2 separate regions of the Zea mays genome follow, and region 1 is linked to region 2. A link is a contact called in public Hi-C data. All regions are on one chromosome and are shown on one strand. The core of a region is the stretch at or near the end of the contact, and the rest is flanking DNA. Distances in the headings are between cores, read along the strand shown.

Region 1 (5,407 bases), core at 2,675-5,174, 300 kb before region 2:
TTACGTACTCCAAGTCTTTCTTTGACAATCAAATCAATCTTCCGTTGGCTAAGAAGATCACTTGATGCCAACAAATCAAGGGCAGATGTACCAGCAGGCAATGATTTAAATAGCACCTCATTCATTTCTTTGGCTATATCATTATTTGCAGATGTGAAAGAACTGTGTAAATCAGACATATGATCACAGTATGTCCATTGCTTCACTGGTAGTTCATCACTAACTTTAATTTTCATGGAATCAGCATGGCACAAAGAAGTTTTCGGCCTGTCATTGTCAATATCATTTTGAGACCCAGCTTCTTCAGAAGCTATCAATGAGCTAAGATCAGCAGCTGCACATGCCTTACCCTCAGCAACTCCAGGAGTTACAGCACTCTCTTCTGAAGGAACTGTTTTTGCATTGCGAACTGGAGCTGTTTCAACCTCCATCATATCGACCCCTTTGACATCAGCATCCTGCACCACAGGTACCTTAGGAGAAACAATGAGCTCCCCCGGTTCTTTTATCATATCAAATGTATCACAGATCTCGGCACTTCCAGGAACCTTTGATGTCCCACCAGAAGGTGACAGATTTTCTGTATGTGTCACCCCTGTGGGAGAACTTTCAAGAGTAGTTACAGCCTCAGTATTCACAGATTTAAGTTCGCCTTCCAATGAATCAATCTGGAGTTCAGTCTTTTCAATCTCCTTGGAAATGCTTTCCTTCAGTTGGAGCAGCTTACATGTACTGGTCGGGCCGTTTGAATCCCCAGAACAAGAATCATTATGTTGCATAAGTTCAACGAGAATGTTTGTAAGGCCATTAATAGGATCATCACCGAGCTGATCTAACTTGATGGAAAATTCATTATTGAAAGTTTTACCATCAGCTTCCAAGACATCTTTAGTAGAGTTAGTGACCGTATTTGGTGTCATTTCACATGATTTATCTTCAGGTGCTGCAATCAAGATTTAGGAGAGTTATTAAGCTACCATAAACTATGTGAAAAACAGTGTTTTCAACTATGGTACATTCTGCATGCGAAGTATCTAGCATGCTGATCAAAAGAATCATTAACCATAGGGACCAAAAATGGTTGAATTTATTTCTCCAGTAGGTTATCTCTAAAGCATAAATGTTTAGGTACAAATTTAAGCAAAAAAAGGGTGAATGAAGGTTACTGCCCAACATGACCAATGAAAATCGAAGGATCTCTGAATTACTGTTGAAGACCAAGGGAAGGTATGCTTTCAGTCAATCAGGTATGACAAATGACATACATGGCAACCAAGGGAATGTGTGAACCTCAGGAGGAGCTCGTTTGCAAATATGCACACACTGCTTTGGTTCCACTATGATTTTAGAACTAATTCAACAACAGAACGGAACATATATTAACCAAGCCAACAAACAAAAGTACAAGGTGTATGAAACCAGAAGGGAAACCGGGTATTAAGATCAATCAAGCTAGCAAGGAGACGGATCAAAAATCAATACGGGTTGCATACCTGAGGAACAATATGGCGGTGCAGTAACTGGAGATGAGCATCGCATAGGAGCAGACGAAAGTGCAAGAGCAGCAGGAGGTGCTGGTGCAGACTCAGGCAGTGGTGCAGCAGGAAATACAGATGCAACAGAAGGCGCAGGCGCAAGGGAGGTCTTCTGTTCGCCATCACCTGAACTTACATCAGCAACAACTTCAGCGGGATCCGAAGGACCCTGCACCTTCTGCTTCTCATACTTGGCCAAACCCTGACCCCATCCAAGGCGTGCCTTCTTCCTTGGTGCCTCGTCTTCCGTCCCGTGAGGACCTGCCGCGGCCAGAGGCTGAGCTGAAGCCTCCTTCCCTGAAGCAGAGAGCCGAGTACTTTGGCCAACAGAAAGCGGTCCATCAGCATCGGCTACTTCAGATCTGCTCTCCCTTCTCCGCCATGGTGTCACCCGTGGGAGGTTGTCCCTGTCCCCTCTGTTAATTCTATTGCCCGGAGGGTCATAGCAGATCGGAACGGCAACTGACCTCAAGGGAGACCTCCTGGGTGGTGGCGGAGGGGGCTGCTCTGAGTGGTTCCTGGAGAAGTCGCTTCCGTAGCCGCCCCTGTATGGGGACTTCCGGTATGAACCCCTCATGTCACGGCCGTCCCTGCGGCCACCGCTGCCATACCGACCGAAACCCTTGTATCCCCCGTCGTCGTCTTCCGGCCAGTACCGGTCCGAGCGCGACGGCGTGTAGACAGACGGCGGGTCATCAGGGTAGGAACGGTCGTACGCGCCGCCACCCTGTCGGTAGTAGCCTTCTGAAATAGCAGAGCGGTTGGAGGAAATTAGGGGCACCAGAGGGGGTCGGCGAGGCGGCGGCGGCCTCAGATCTGAGCATTCGCGGGGGGCATGCCCACCTGAGGAGGCCAACGGCGGCGCACGGCGCGGCGAGGGCCGCGCGGGGTCCCGAAGGGGCGGTGGCGGCGGCGGGTGGTACGGCGAGTCCCGCCAGCGCGGCGGCGTGGGGGCAGGCGGCAGGAGCGAGTCGCCGACGCCGCCGTCGTGCCTGCGGCCCTCCCGGTATAGATAGTCCCTTCGATCCGGCGGCGGCGGAGGCATCCACGTCGCCGTTGTCGTCGTCGTCCCAGCGGCGGCTGTACGAGGCTTCGGCCGCCGCCGCAAATCGCATGCGCGCGGCGAAGCCAACTCTGGGGAGTCTCTGACCTCCTGCTCCTAACCCGTAAGAAACCTACACAGAGGCGCACGCACGGAGTCAGAGGGAACCACGCGCCCGTCAGGTTAAGGAAGCCCAGATTGCCGGCCGCGGCGAGACGGATTCATGAGCTCAGGACTCACGGTTTCCAACCGGAGGCGGCACCAGGTTTGACAGGCAAGAGCGCCCAGCCCCTTGAGGACACGTAGACGCGGCGTGGGCGGGGCAGCAGCCGGCCGCCTGCCGGCGAGGAAGAGCCGCGGAACAAAAAGAGAAGCGGCGATACGAAGCGCCCCGGCGGCGCGGGCAGGCGCTCCCAGGGTCGAAAGCAGCGGAGGCAGGGCGGGCAGGTCACGGCGCACGCTGATCTGCGCCCGCGCCGGGGGTCGTCGGCGGTGCGTCTGGGGCCCTCTGGGGAGCGTAGAGAGGTGGAAGAGGTGAGCGGGAGGCTGGAGAGGTGAGGCCGTGAGGGAGGAAGAGGGAGAGGGAGAGAGGACAAGGAAATGGGAGAGGAAACGGAGGCCGCGCCAACGTGAGCCGATAAAGCGGATGCGCCCGGCCGGGCCTGAGCCCGATTTGATGCGCGCCCCTCACGTCCGCGGCCCCCCGTAGGGCGTAGAGAGAGAGAGAACCGGGAGGGGGAAAAGAAATAAATTCCGGGATTTCGCCCATTTAATAACAGGCTGTTTTCTTTTATTTATTTGTTTCATTTATTTATTCGGTGACCAAAAAAAGGCGGAACACGGAAAGGACGGAACACGGAAAGGATAAGCGAGATTGGCAACGCAGCAAGCAAGGCAAAACTTCCTACCTGGCCCGGCGAGTTACCGCTTCTGCCCCCGGCCCACCACGGGATTCACGAGAACGCCAGCCCCCGACCGACGGCCAGGATGGCAGGTGCCGTAACGGAAGCGAACTCCCAGAGGCAGTCCGCGGCGGGCAGGGCACCGCCTCGCGCCTGCCGTCCCCACGGAAGACGAGGCCGAAGCCGGTGCCGCCGGCGAGCCCCACGATCTGCGCTGCTTGTCGGCCCGGCGAGCGCGGCCATTCGCGACGCCGGAGCAGCCCCGGCGGCTGCTGATCCGCGCCGGGCGATCGTCGTCTGGGAGCGGATCGATCGCAGCGCGGCGGAGCAGAATTGAGCGACGAGGGGGGAGGCGCCGGGATCTGGTGGGTAGCGAGCGAGGCGAGCAGAAGCCATCGCAGATCTGGTCGTGGTAAACGAAGCGAGCAACATCCGTCGCCAAGAGCCGAAGAGGCTGCTCCGATCTGCTTCCGGCAGCAGCGCGGGCCGATATGCGAGGAGGTTATGGTAATGCTTGCGCTGCATGGGTTGGGGGATTTCGGTGGCGCTGGCGTCGGGCGTGTTTTGGGGTGGCCGGAGAGGAGGGATCCGGGCCGCTTGGTGAGGAGACGGACGGCTTGGATCGGCCCTGGGAACAGGTCGAAAAGCAATCATGGCACGATTACTGACGGGTCGGGGCGGGTGAAAGTGTATGGTCCACAGGCTGCGCTGCGCGCTCAGGGAACCCGGCTGACAGCTGTGGTGGACTAATAATATCTACACCAGATTTTTTTTATTATACTCCTTATCTTACTCCATATTTCAAAATCTTATCTCCAAACAATACATCTATAGTAAAAATATGGGAAATTTGGATACATACCATTAAAAGATCACCACTTTGGATCCATACCATTACTATCTCACTTACATGTGGATCCACATGAGTCAATGACATGTGGGTCCATGGTATATATCTAAAGTTTGGATCTTTTAATGGTATAGATCCAATTGTTCCTAAAAATATTGTTAAACATACGTACGACATGCTGAAGTTGGTCTAAGACCATCTCCATGAGTTCTAAAATATAGCTCTAGAAATCGAAATAAGACTGTAGTTAAAATATTTTAGACATCAAAAAAATTACTCCAGCAGATATTTAGAAAATAAATCTTGTTATTAGAAAATAAATAATTGTAGATTAAGAAAAAATAAGGATATGACTTCAATATATAAGGTACTATATTTAAGACTCCAGAGACCGAAACATATAATAGTTTGATGAATTTTAATAAAATAGGATCAATATTGGTGTCGTTTTATGTTTCCGGGGCTTATATTTTAAAATACAACATTGTTTAGGGCCCTCTTCAAAACGCTCTAATGTTCATTTTTAATAAAAAAAAGTTGTGGGTTTTTCTTTAGTTTTTTGTTTATGTGTTGACATTATTTTAATTAACCATACCATGTCAACACTTGTAGAGTTGTTTTAGATATAGTGGTTATGCAGAATTTTTGTATCACCGCCTAAAAATTCGGGCGAAGGGGGAAAGACCGCCCTCGCGGAATTATATTAAGAAGAGACATAAACATAACCTCGGCCGAGAAAATCCCCCGTCACTAGTGGGCTGTCACCACCCACTCTACAACTGCTCAGTCGGAGGATGACGCGCATGACGTAACTCGAGAGCGGGTGGGACACAGCGAGGAGAGTTTTTAACCAAGCCCAAAAATCGTCCCGAGAGGGGTCGAACCCAAGGCCTTGGAGGTGCTACTCGAAAGCATTAACCATTACACTAGATGCTCTTTTCGTTGTCTGTGTCCCCTCATCATCAAGGGGCTACGGACTGCTTCTTAGCAAAAGCTTCGATCATGTCGAGCAGGTTATCTATATGGTCATCTAAAATATTGTTTTGCATTGTTCACATAGTAGAGTTTGAAATAGGAT
Region 2 (5,634 bases), core at 1,575-4,074:
GCGGGCCCACTACACTACACTAGACGGGCCTCGGTTTGGGTTGTGTGCGTGTGCGATGACTGGGTCCTGACGTGGGCGTATGCCCGTTTTGGAAACTCGTCTTGGTGAAGGGCCCACACGACGGGTAGAGTAGAGTAAGTAGGTTAGGTACGCTATCAATCACCTCACCTCTCGTGGTGCGTGCGGTCTCAAACCGTGGGTCGCGAGCGATATGGGAATCTTTTTTTTCTTTTTTGCTGCTGCCTGCTCAGCTGCTGCGCTCTGCACCTGCACGCGCTCTTTCCTTCTCTAGTAGTGCAGTACTAGCAGGGGTAGCACTAGTGTAGCGAAGCACCACCAGAATGATGTGAGTGCTTGTGCCCTCCAAAAGGGTAAGTAAAATTCCTGGCCGTGCGTACTGGACGGGTGCAGCTGATCCTGATCGCCCGCGTGACCATGAGATCATCAGATACAACAGATCATTTCTCTCTCTCTCTTTCTCTCTACTACTACTATGCGAGAGTGCTAATTAATACTCGTCGTTCTCTCTAGTACTGGATAGCTAATTGAGGTCCTGCTTAGAACCATTAGAGCATCTTCATCAAGGGATTCTTCATTTTGAGCTCTCTATATGTATCATCTTAGTTTGGCTATTCAGGGTAGCTAGCCAAAAAGTTTAGCCGGTGAGGAAACCAATTAACATATCTAATGAATTGTTAGGTGAGTTAAGTAGTCTCTTGGAGAGATACTCTTATAACTAGTAGTTAGCTTAGTTAGCCAGCTGATAAATTGTAGGTGGGTTAAGCCAGCTAAGACCAGTCCCGACAAGGCGACAACCCCCCCCCCCCCCCCCCCCCCCCTTTTGTATAAACGATATTTATATTAACACATCATCAAGAACACACTACTTATAGACCTACCCTTTCTCAATGCAAAGGTTTCACGATGGTTTTTCTATGTCCAAAACATATTTAATGCTTCATAAACTAGTTGTTAGCTGTGGGTCAATTAAGAATTAGTTGAGGGTGTTTAGAACTGCTGTATATAGCTAATATTAGCATCTAACTAGTAGCGCACTACTGCTCTCTGCATACTTTAGCCATCCATCCATCCACCCCGCGTACGCGCAAGTCTTCCTGCAGATCATTATCCCCAGCTAACTCATCGCTCGACACGACGGGCATGCGTGCGTCCAAGCTAACTACCATCATTACGGGCCAGGTGGATTATTATTGGCGGCCACATACGTAATTATCAGTTAACAACTGAGGGACGGCCGGTGTGCGTGTCGTACGTGGTGAAATGAACGATGGCTTTTGTGAGGCTGCCACGTTTACACAACTAGCTAGCTAACCCATCACTTGGCAACGACGGTTAGTCACGGGCAACCACGAGGGAGGGATGCATGTGACTTAATAAGCCCTGAACCAAACACGCGTCAACGACTGTGTCTGTTTGTAATACGCATACCTGGATCTGGTCGCCGACGTTGACGATGAAGGCGTCGGGCACGGGGTCGACGGTGACCCAGGCGCCGCGGCGGCGCACCTGGAGGCCGCGGACGCGGTCGTCGGCGAGGAGCACGGTCATGCCGCCCGGGTCGGAGTGGGACGACAGCCCCAGCGCGAGCTCCGGCTGCGGGCACCGCGGGTAGTAGTTCACGCGCACGCACACCCCGGCGCCCTCCGCGCCGCCGAACGCCTCCCGCAGCCGCGCCTCCCCGACGCCCAGCCCCGCCGACATGGCCGCCAGCAGCCGCCCGCACAGCGCCGCCACCTCGCGGCTGTACTCCTCCGTCGTCTTCCTGCCGTAAGCTCGTAAGTACATCAACTCCTCCGATGATCCGATCCTCCTCAGATGGAGTATAATAATAAAAAATAAATAAACAAGTAGTAGTTAATGTACCTGAGGCCGGGGGGCAGGTGGGGCCACTTGCGCGGGTCGCAGAGGTGGGGCGGGCGGACGTGGAGGAAGTAGTAGTCGCCCCAGTCGAGGAGGGCGCCAGCCTCCACGCCCAGCCGGCTGCCGTACCCCTCGTACGTGGCCGGCGAGTTGGCGTACCGCTGCTTCACCTCCATGGGCTGCCGGAAGAAGCCGCGCCACGCGCCGCGCGCGCGCCGCAGCAGCTCACCGGGCACGCCGTGGTTCACGGCCTGGAAGAAGCCCCAGTCGCGGCACGCCTCCGACACCGCGCGCGCCGTCGCCGGCGACGACAGGTCCACCACGGGGATCCCGCCGCCGCCCTCCTCCTCGCCCGCCGCCGACGCCGGCCGCTCAGCCTCCGGCTTCACGTACCGCGCCGGGATCGTCGCCGCGCCGCTCTCCGACAGCGACTGCACCCTCACCACCGGCTCCGGCCACCCAGCCGCCGCGCCTTCCATCCTCGATCGATCGATCGATCACTGCAGCCTTCGATATATCTTCCTTGTTGGGATGCTCTTGGACACTGCGCGTTGCACTTGCTAATTCTGCTGAGCACAGCCTAAAGCTTCAATTCGCCGATATTTGTCAACGACGGCGAACCAAGCGTGAACAACGAACGCTGGCCTGACGACGGAATTACTACTAATAATAATATTATGCATGCATGTATATCAACAGCAAGCTAAGGGATCAGATCAACAAAAGATAGATATGATGCCAGCATCTCATCTCATCATCTGGAGCTGGAGCAGAGATAGATAGATATATATAAAGAGACCAGAGAAGAGGATATCTGAGAATCGGAGATGAGAACAAAATTAAAGAAGATGCATGGAGATAGCTACTAGCTAGAGAGGAGGACAGGATCACAGCCACAGCTAGCACACAGGTTCTTTTGCTGTGCTGTGTGTGTGTGTGTGTCGATCATGTCATGCGTGCTATATATATTTTGGCCGGCAGTATAGCTTTAGTCAAGCCGATAGCGCTTCGTGTCTAGCTCGATTAGGCAGCCGCTAGCTAGCTAGCTAGCTAATCGGACAGAGTATACTTGGTTTATCTTTTAGACCAATAAGAGATCGATCTGCTGTACGTTGCTGAATGCTGCTGATGCGGCGGGCGAAAGCAACGCACGCAAATAGCAAAACGTGACTGAATTTCTGTTGCGCATGTGACGGCACCGCACGGAGCAGCGGGGTCCACACAGTGACGTGTAGCCTGGAGCGTATGCATAATACAAACCATGTACTCTAGCAGGCATGTGGCCCACCGTAGCGTGCAAATGTACTTGCTCCGTTCAGTATATATCTTCACTAGTGCGTTTTAGACGGCATATATATATAAATATTAAATAAGGCACAACAAATTAATACATGAAACCGAACAAATATATCAGCGACAACTCGCGAGTCTATGATCCTGTTTGACACAGCTTATTTTCAGCTTCTTCACAAATTTAAGTCAAAATTCTGCCAAACAGACAGCTTCTCCAGCAGCTTATCAGTTTAGCTGTTCTCAGAATGAATTAAAAGCAGCCAACAAGTATAAGCTGCTTTTCACCAACTTATCAAATAAGCTGTTTTTTCAATAAGCAGCAGTTGTACCAAATATGGTCTATGAGGGAGGTGAAGGCGGTGCCGAGGGTGGGACGCATCGGCGACAACTGGCGAGTCGGCGGGGGTCATCAGGATGGGAGAGGTAAATACAGTTTCGCGGATAGGGCATGGCAGTGGTTGGCGAGACGGAGGTCATCTTTAAAAAAAAATATAGCTAAAAGCAGAGCGGTGTAAAACCTTTCAAATCAAGAGAGGATTCGGACTTTCGGAGCATCTCAACCGGACGAAAAAAACGGTGGAAGTGCAAGTGCTGCTCCTCCTAGGTACACATCGTGCACGTGCACCCGAAGTCGTCTCTCATTTAATTTACCTTTCTGCCCCTAGCTAGACAGTCTAGTACTAGTGTCTGTAGCACGAGCAATAGCACCCCAATTTTTAAAAGTTTGTCCTCGGCCTGTTGACCTGTGAGCATCTCCGAATCAAGCCCATGCATGCGGCCCATAAAAAGTTTGGAAAAATTATGTTTATGTCATCAGATTTTATACTTATTCCTCGTATGCCAAGTATCATATAGATAACTTTTTGTGTTTGTATAATATGTGGGACTAATGACACACGAAGAATAGGTATATTTTCCGGTGACATATAAGGAATTGCCCATAAACGATTCTGCTACCGCGCGCATCCAGTCAGACTCATTTGCAGGTGCGCTATTTTCCACGAGGTGGGTATCTTATACGGCTACGGACACTTTAGAGCATCTCCACTATTTTTTGTAAAATATTCCCTAAAAACAAATATGGAGAATTGCTAAATGATAAGAGAGACTTAATTTTTTTGTGTTTTCCAATAGTTCTCTATTTTTAGTTAACAAATATTTCAAATTATGTCACCTCAGATTCTTTTAATGGGCCTATTTTGTCTTGATCCTATACGCTATGATGATACCTATTTTGTGTTTTTCAATAATTATCTATTTTTAGTTTAACAAATATTTTAAATATTTCAAATTATGTCACCTCATTTTTTAATGGGCCTATTATGTCACCTCAGCTTCTTTTAATGAGCCTATTTTCCACTATGGTTGACGAGGTGTTGTCGTGATGCATGTGCTCTAGTAGCAACATGGTTGAGTAGATGCTGCCTTGATGTGCTTCACAAAAGGCTGACCAACCAAACTAGGGATGTCAATTTTACCCGTGGGTTCGATATCCATCAGATATCCGATTCGTCCGGTCCGGTATAAATTTGTACCCGTGGATCTGGCCCGTACCCGACCCGTGATAAAACCGGGTCGGGTACGTATATTTTTTGTCGCCCGCGGGTTACCCGTAGATATCCGTAAAAACTAAAAATCTAGTGAGCATGTATCATGAAGACTTGAAGTGTTCTCATATTATGTTCTGTATGTCTGTTGTCGGCGTTTCGAGACCGGGGGGTCCCTGGGCCGACGAGTGAATGTCGCCGCGTGCCCCAGCCCAGATGGGTCGGCGCGAGGCCGAGCGCGAAGTGGGGAAGTGAGGTGGCCGGAGATGGGCGTGAGAGAGGTGGAAATCCCGCGGCCTTCGTGTTCGTCCCGCGCCCAGGTCGGGTGCGCTTGCAGTAGGGGGTTACAAGCTTCCACACGGGAGAGGGAGCGAGCGGCCTCACGCGAGCGCCTGTCTCGTCCTCGTCCCCGCGCGGCTAACCCTCTCTAAGAGGGCCCTGGTCCTTCCTTTTATAGGCGTAAGGAGAGGATCCAGGTGTACAATGGGGGGTGTAGCAGAGTGCTACGTGTCTAGCGGAGGAGAGCTAGCGCCCTAAGTACACGCCATCGTGGCGGCCAGAGAGGTTTTGGCGCCTGGTTCGTGTGATGTCGTGGTCGTCGGAGGAGCGCTGGAGCCTGGCGGAGGGACAGCTGTCGGAGCTGTCGAGTCCTTGCTGACGTCCTCTTGCTTCCGTAAGGGGGCTGAGAGCCGCCGTCGTCACAGAGTATGCGGGGCGCCATCATTGCCTATCTGGCGGAGCGAGCCAGATGGGACGCCGGTCTCGTTCCCTGTGGCCCGAGTCAGCTTGGGGTAGGGTGATGATGGCGCCTCCTGTTGACGTGGCTGGTCTGCGCCCTAGGTTGGGCGATGTGGGGGCTCCTCCGAGGTCGAGGTCGAGGTCGAGTCTGTCTTCCGTGGCCGTGGTCGAGTCC

Evidence for each region. A called contact is a pair of places that touch in the nucleus more often than the background predicts.
Region 1: a Hi-C map of endosperm shows a contact between it and region 2, with 2.8 times the contacts expected there. The contact joins the promoter of LOC100384382 here to the promoter of LOC103629177 in region 2. A contact is called at or near these places in 11 of 25 Hi-C or Micro-C datasets (bundle sheath, ear, endosperm and 4 more).

Annotation. Positions count from the first base shown.
Region 1 is chr6:34,615,882-34,621,288 of Zm-B73-REFERENCE-NAM-5.0, reverse strand. LOC100384382 reads right to left here and starts at 3,924. Exons shown (of 5, transcript NM_001362355.1): 1 at 3,486-3,924; 2 at 2,379-2,710; 3 at 1,494-2,279; 4 at 1-943. The coding sequence starts at 2,580.
Region 2 is chr6:34,317,081-34,322,714 of Zm-B73-REFERENCE-NAM-5.0, reverse strand. LOC103629177 (probable 2-oxoglutarate-dependent dioxygenase ANS) reads right to left here and starts at 2,824. Exons shown (of 3, transcript XM_020539849.3): 1 at 1,885-2,824; 2 at 1,450-1,783. The coding sequence starts at 2,360.